Linked DNA regions of Gossypium raimondii: region 2 is linked to region 1. Evidence: chromatin contacts called from public Hi-C data. All regions are on one chromosome and are shown on one strand. Each heading gives the region's core, a stretch centred on a gene start, on an enhancer-like site or on the middle of the called end of the contact. The rest is flanking DNA. Distances are from core to core; before and after follow the strand shown.

Region 1 (3,894 bases), core at 966-3,465:
ATGAATCCACGTAATATTTACCATAAATCATTTCAGTATTTTTAAAAAAGTAATTTTTATTCATGTTCATGCTCCATAATGTTTTGACTTAAATTATTAAAATAAAATTTCATCCTAATTAAATTTAGAGAAAGTATATTTTACTTAATTAATTTATTACTATTAATCGTGCATTTAAAAAGTTACTCGATTAAGGGTCCGTTCCAATTATTTGAGAAAATCAAAATTTTAAATGATATATTTAAAGCACTTGTCTTATATTCTAATAATAATAATAATTTGATTTATGGTTCATGCATGTTTTTCTTTTAATTTTAAAATGATATACTTAAAAGGAGCCTGCCCATAAAATCACTCGCGGATCAGTATTTGCTATGCATATTTATCGCATTATTTGAAGTGTTGTTATTACTCATATATATTCATGGGTTTTGATGTTCTTTTCTTGTTTTTTTTGGTGTTGTGACCTATTTTTATTTTCTTATATTCTTTAATATTATTTCAATTTATCTAATTGTAGCCTAAATTTATTTGCAAAATATTAAAATATAGTTATTTAGTATAAATAAATTAAATATATTGATGATTATTTATTAAATTCTCAAATGAAATTAAATACAAAACCTAGTCATATCATATTTAATATTATCAGGTCCATCTAACCTAAATAGTGAAGAATGAATGAATGATAGTGATGAAAAGGTGGACGAGGAGATTTGTTAGAATCAAGCTGTTGTCTCTCCTTTTGTCCAACTGGTTCATACCTAATGAACTCCGGCTTTCCTCCTACCCCAACATCATATTACCCAACTAATCATTTCCTGCTGTAACTTCAATTTTCATATTACATTTTACGCCTTTTTTATATTATAAATTATATATATTTGCTTACATTTTTATAAATTTTGATTTCCCAACAATTTCTTTTATAAAATTTTATTATAATATCATCAAATCTTTGAATTATTCATCTAAATTAATTAATTAATTATACTTACATCTCGCAAACTGATCTTATAGAATACCTTGCGAGCTAGAAACTCACAAGAACCAAATCGTACCAACTAGAGCTTAGAGAGGTTCCACTCGCGAACCCACAAATTATGAAGATGACACCTCTGACAAAAGCAACATATCCATACATCATGTTTACTATTATCCTTGTAAAACAACCGTTACTTAAGAAAAAGTGATACCAATAGATCGACTGATCAACTATAGAGAATATGAAATGGGTGAAAGACAAACACATGATGCCTCGAGAAGGGTTTCAGGATCTCCTCTCTATTCACTAACATCTTTTTTTACTCATGAGTATTCATAACGCCTCTTCCAGCTCTCTACACGAATCGTGACTGACCACTGTAAACTTTATTTGATATAAATGAAATCAGTAATATATATTTGCACACGCATTTAGGGTATGTAGTAAAACTAAACAAATTATATGAATTTGTTTTAGTGGAGTTGGTTGAACTTGAGCATAAAACGAGAAAGAAAGACAAAAGGATCTAGAAGAAAAAGAACACGCACTATCCTATCTAACTTTTTGGACGATTGTGGATATATTTTCTATTACATATATGAAAACTAAAATTTGTCCATGTTTACCTATATCCATCAAGCAACCAAGACCTTTACGTCATGCATGAAGTGGTTTCCTACTGCTACTAGTATCTGGATTTCGCAAGCAAAGAATTTCTGTGGGTTCTTTTCTATTTCCTAAATACATATTCTATTAATTCAAAACAATTCTGAATCCCCTTTTTTAAATTATATGTTTTGATACTTTTAATTATATTTAGCTGCTTAGATTTTGAATTTTAATAAGTTTGAAAAACATTTTAACCAAAATTACTCATTTAGAATATAGATATTAATAAACTTATCATTTTAAATTAATTAATAATAAAATATGAAATGAAAAACTAGATTAAACTGCAATTAAAATAGAAATTTAAACACATAAATGCTTCATATAAAAAATACAAATACATTATTTATGTAAATATTATTGATTCAGTTATAAAATTAATATTTTATTTTATAAATATTATGGGTTTAAATTCTACATCATTTAAATTTTATTGCATTTTTAATAAAATGAAAATACCTCCAAATAAATCTTTTGAAAACGAGAATTTATCTAATTCACTTTATCTGAATCAGAAATAATCTCAAACCATAAAAAGGAAGCAAACGCTAGTCAACAACGTTGAAACTCTCCCACCCAAAGCATCAATTTTTCTCTCAATTTTCCGAAAGAAAAAACAATTTACTTTTTTTATATATAAATATTCTCAATTCGACCTTCCTCTCTGTCAAACTTCTACCCTTTTCTACATTCAAGTGCGCGTGTATTTTTTCCTTCGTACAATGCCACAAGGCAATTTAGAAACCCTTGTTTCCGCCTGTGCCGGGGGCTCTTGCGACAACAAAATCATTTGCGAGACTTTAGCAACCAGCGAAAGTGATTCCGACGACCACCTCCACCCGGCGGAGAAACATATTGAAGAAGAAATCCCGTCGGATTTCCCGCCAGAATCGTTTTGCTTATCCAAAGACGCCGAGTTCGACTGGTTCGATCGTAACGCCTTTTACGAACGGAAAGATTCGCATAAAGGAAACTCAGGTCCCAACTCTGCAAACCTCAACCCTAATCTTAACTCGATCTCCAATTCTCAACGCTTTTCTCTGAGAAAGTCTAAAGCTTCCATCATCGGCTTACCGAAACCGCAGAAGTCTTGCTTTGTCGAAACGAAGAACAGGAAACCTGGGAACACTAGATTGTTTCCTAAACGGCCTGGCTCAGTTAAATCGGATCGGCCAGTTGTTGAACCATCTTCACCTAAGGTTTCTTGTATGGGAAGAGTGAGATCGAAGCGTGACCGGAATGGCCGGCTAAAAAAGAACAGCCAAAAATCGACCGGAGTTGAAACAGTTAAAGAGAAAACGACGGGCAAAAGAAGCGGTTTATTTTCAAGTTTTCGTGCTATTTTCAGGTCCAGTGGGAAAGCAAGTGAATCAGACGCGCTTCCAGTAGCCCAGTGGCCGCCAGGGAATAGGGACATTAGGTCTCGTTTGCCACCAGATGATCGTGACGCAATATCGATGGAGCCTGAAATTATGGAGAGTGAACCGGTCAGTCTAGGTGGAATGAAGCGGTTCGCATCCGGTAGGAGATCGGAGCCGTTAATCTGAGGTGCGTGATGACAGTTGTGGGGCACAGCTCAAGCGCGGGTTGGTCTGCGGTCGTAGTTGGGTAACTTGCGGGTCCCGCCTATTTTTCAAAATTCTCTTTCGTGGTGACGTCACACGATGACTGACTGTTTTGACAAGGTAAGAAAAATGAAATGCACATTGATTTTTCCTATCCCCCCCCTCTTTTTAAATTTTGATTTGGTTTTACTTGATACAAGGATCTGTAGATACGGTTGTAAATTTTTTGTTCTTATTTTAATAAAATTTCACGAGCATCATGTAAATTTCATATTTCAATTATTAATTAATTAATTAAAAAATGTTTAATTTATAAAAATCAATTTTAAAAGGTAAGTTTATTGTACTTTATAAGTAGTAAAAGTTAGATTTGTAAAAGGAGAGCATGATTTTTTTAAGTAAATCCATAAAAGCAACATTGATTAAAACATGACACACTTTTTTTTCTTTTAGGTAATGGAGCACACTTTTGTTTAATGAAAAAAAAGTGTTAAATAACAGCTAAAATGATTACACAAAAGCTTTGGGTTGATGTTGATGAGTGGAGTTTGATTGCCATGACTGAATGCCAAATACGGTCATTTATTTTATACAAACACAGTTTTGTTTATATATTTAAATTCAAGTATGTAGTCTTTTTATTTATTTGATAACATTTTTTCTAAATTTAAATAT
Region 2 (3,894 bases), core at 573-3,072, 49 kb after region 1:
AGAACAAAACAAATTCGACAGTTAATTGACATCTTTACCTTTCTTCCTTTTCCTTAAATTCGTGCATACAGAAAGATTAGGAAACTTACCGGCTCGATAAATCATTAGTTATTTGTGCACAATCCTTAGCTTCTTTCCTCCATGCAGACTGCTCTTTCATATTTCTTCCTTGCAACCCTAACCAATGAAGATGGTGAAGAAAGATCAAAGAAAGAAAAAGACGATCCCAGAGGATAACATATCTCCCTTATATGGTACTCCCTTACTTCCTTCACCAATCTCTATTTCAATACCCAAGTGTACAACCTTTTAATTATCATGTCTCCCACTAAGTAATTTCTAGTTCATAACCAACTGGATTATGGTTGAAATCCAACTTTTCCTCAACCGGCCTACTACTTGTTCTTATTTGCAAAAAGAACCCGCTAGATTAGAGAACTTTTCAATTTAGCATGTCAAACTCTTTTGCTACTTAAGACCTTAGGAATCCTAACGTGACAACTTGAATTTAATAACTCATAATAAATTAATCAATTTAATTTGATAACTTATATTGATTAGTTGAACATTTTAGATTTATGAACTTTATAATTAATCATGAAAACAAGTGTAAAATAAAATATGCATAAAGGTAATAATGCATGACACGTTATACACCGTTTAATTTTGTTGACTTTATTCTCACTTTCTTTCTTTTTCCAACATAATTCTCACTTTATTTATTTAATGAAAATAATTATATGAATTCTATGGTAGATTTAGAACAATTATCTTTGTATAACAATGTGTTATTATAGGTGTATAATAGCTATATCTCTATATCGTAAAATCTTGATAAACAAAATGGGACTATTATAGAAAAGAGTTACTTATATGTGAAGAAACACGAAAAATTTGAAAAAAAACAAGATTAAAAGTAACAAAATTGAATAACATCATATTTAATAAAATCTCTAAGTTACTAAACAATATATTATTTTAATGAATGTTTTGAAATTTAATATTCAAAAATTGAATAATTTATGAATATAAAAATTTCCCATGATTTATGAATATAAAGTGAGGAGTGCGATGGATTTGGAAATGATTTCCCAATTCCCACTGCCAAAATTCATTTCATCAAAAAGAGTGGGAAAGTGAAGAAGACTTACTAAATTGAAATAACCAAAGTCTTGAGTAAATATAAAAGAATCGGATAAATAAGTTTTTCAATAGATTTAGGTTAAAATGTCTCATAAGTTTTTGTAATTTTTAAAAATTAAGAATTAGTTTTTATACTTTTATTTTATGAAATTTAGTCTCTCTGTATTTTAGATTTCTAAATTCAAGTACAATTGTTAATATTTTTAACTTTTTGTTAAATTCAAATTAATTACAAAGTCTTTTTTAATTACATGACTACCAAATGAATATCTTTTTATTTGAAAAATATCACAATAATGATTTAATAAAAAATTTAATAGTATTAACAGTTAAACTTAAATTTTAAAATCTAAAAATTAAAGAAACTAAATTTTATGAAATATAAGTACAATGTCTCAATTCTTAGATTTTAAAATATACAGAGACTTGTAACATATTTTAACCATAAATTTAACATAGAATTGAATGAAATTAAATGAACCAATTACGAACCCATATTTTATCGGCTTGATTAATTACTCATTTTGCAATTTATTTATTTATTACTTTTAAAAGAAGTGTTGGTGGGTTGGTTTTTGTCTTATATTTTATTATCTATGTGGTGTGCCTCGTGGCGTGCGGAAAGGGAACAAGCCGCCCTTGTAGACCTTTCACAAAACTGTAGGAAAAATGCTAATGCGTAATAGTTTCCTTTTAAAATGTATGGGCCTATGATTGGGCCACCTTTTTATGTGGGCCTAATGGTGTCTTCAATTGTACAACCTGAACCATTGATAAACACCCAAGAAAGCTGTTGCGTATTCCATTTTGTATATTCTCCAATTCGGCTTGAACCATTTCACAAGCAAAATAATAGGTAAGTTGCACCCATAGTCACTTTAAAATAGGGTTTGTCTTATTTCGATTACTTTAATATTTTTTTAATTTAGTCATTTTAATTAATATAATTGTCTAAATTAATCACCATCGTTAAAAGTTTTGTTAATCTACTGACGGATTGCTAATGTGGCATATTAGCCCATTAAATGACTGACACATGACATTGTATTTGTACTTTTTACTAAAGCTAGGGACCTCTCTATAATTATCCCAAAATACTTTGTTGTTATTTTTTTGTTCTCTCTTCTTTGGCTTCTTTCTCTTTTGGTTTTCTAATTGACAAATGAAAAAGTCTTCAGTTTGCACTTGAAAAACAATTTCATTCTAATTACAGTTGGAACATAATTAGACAAATTAAATTAATGACAAAGCAAACCAAGGAGCAAATAAGGAAAGAAACCAACAAACAATATTTTTTAATAAAATTTAAATTCACCAATCCTACTCTATCGAGCATTGCTCAGAGAATGATTCTTATTCAACAATCCAACCAAAACACTTATTGGCTAAAGCCAAAAAACTACCCTTACAGCAATAGACATTTGCAGCCCCAACAATGAATCAAATTGTTACAAATTACTCTCCCAAATACCTCACAATACAATCAATAAATGTCTCCAAATAATATCCAAAAAGAGTGACATAAAGTAACCCAATGGAATAGCAAAATGTAAAAGCCAAAGAGACTTTGATTACAATTCATTGATTTAGTTTATTTTAATTGTAATCAATGAATTTATTTTATTATCCCAATGGAATAGAAAAATGTAAACTTGTAATTTTTTCGAATAGATTGGTTAATAAAATAAATTCATTGATTACAATTAATATACTTTGTATTATTATCCTCAAATGGTTTTTACACGCAAAGCAAAATGCAAAATGAAAGCAAATGTTGCTCATTGGTTGTCTAATGTTTAACTAATACTAATCAGTATTGCTTGGTCAGATCTTAATACGAAAAGATAAATTTTATTAGTAGACGAACCTAAATACGTCGTTAGCCTAATCGAAAATGAGCAAACAAATTAAAAGACTAATATCTCATCTATCAAGTCTAATTGGGAAAATGCCTTGTCTTGGGCATCATAGCGGATGACTCACAAAAGATAGAGACATTGTCAAACTCGATTTCCTTTAAGTCCAAAAGTTAGGAACAAATGGAGGTTAAATTGAAAGGAGTCATAAGCTAGTGGCCTTTACTGAAAAGTTAGGAAAATTTAGTGACTGAACTAGACATGGTTAAGATCCAATTCTGGTTCGGTTGGATTAAAACTAGTTGCTTCCTTAGTGGGAGACAAAAAGATTACCAACGGATGGTTTTTATAGGGTTGATAATTGAGCGTGAAGGGTGATAATTGTTGGGAAAATGACTTCCTAGGGAGAATTCTTCTGAAATCTATTTCACCTTCTTCTCTTCTTCATCTTCTTCCTTGGTTGATCTGAAGAAGAGATAGTTATGGGAAGTTCTGCATGGAACGATGATCATGAGATTTGAGTTAGAAAAGTAGAGAATCTAGTGAGTTGGTAAGGTTTTAAGTCTTTTGTTGTACGTGAGGTTTAAAAAATAAAGTTAAGAAATTTTAGAACATTTTTAAGGGTTCTGTATGTTTTTGGAAAACTCATTTCACTCACGATTTTTGTTTATAATGATTAGCTTCTAGGAGAATGGAAGCTCTGACATACGGAAAAGTTAAGCATATGAGGTAAGGAAACATATGTTTAGTTTATATACTCCATATTTGGGATGTTGCATGACTGGCATGAATCTGTGTTGAGTCTAGGATAAGTCCTATGATGATGTGTGATCTTTGTTGTTTGAGAATGTTACGTATGTGCAAGGTTGAGTAGGTAATTGAGTGTTTGCAGTTG

Evidence for each region. A called contact is a pair of places that touch in the nucleus more often than the background predicts.
Region 2: a contact with region 1 is called in a Hi-C map of leaf, with 1.6 times the contacts expected there. The contact joins the enhancer-like site here to the promoter of LOC105766656 in region 1. A contact is called at or near these places in 2 of 2 Hi-C or Micro-C datasets (both in leaf).

Annotation. Positions count from the first base shown.
Region 1 is chr4:21,705,619-21,709,512 of ASM2569854v1, forward strand. LOC105766656 (hypothetical protein) reads left to right here and starts at 2,216. Exons shown (of 1, transcript XM_012586201.2): 1 at 2,216-3,485. The coding sequence starts at 2,377. The coding sequence ends at 3,201.
Region 2 is chr4:21,755,454-21,759,347 of ASM2569854v1, forward strand. No RefSeq gene overlaps it. Among protein-coding and RNA genes, the nearest start is that of LOC105766655, 9.3 kb to the right of the region's middle. Within about 2 kb of position 1,823, the one cell type or tissue checked has open chromatin away from gene starts, as enhancers often do. A contact at or near this core is called in leaf, where this site is marked.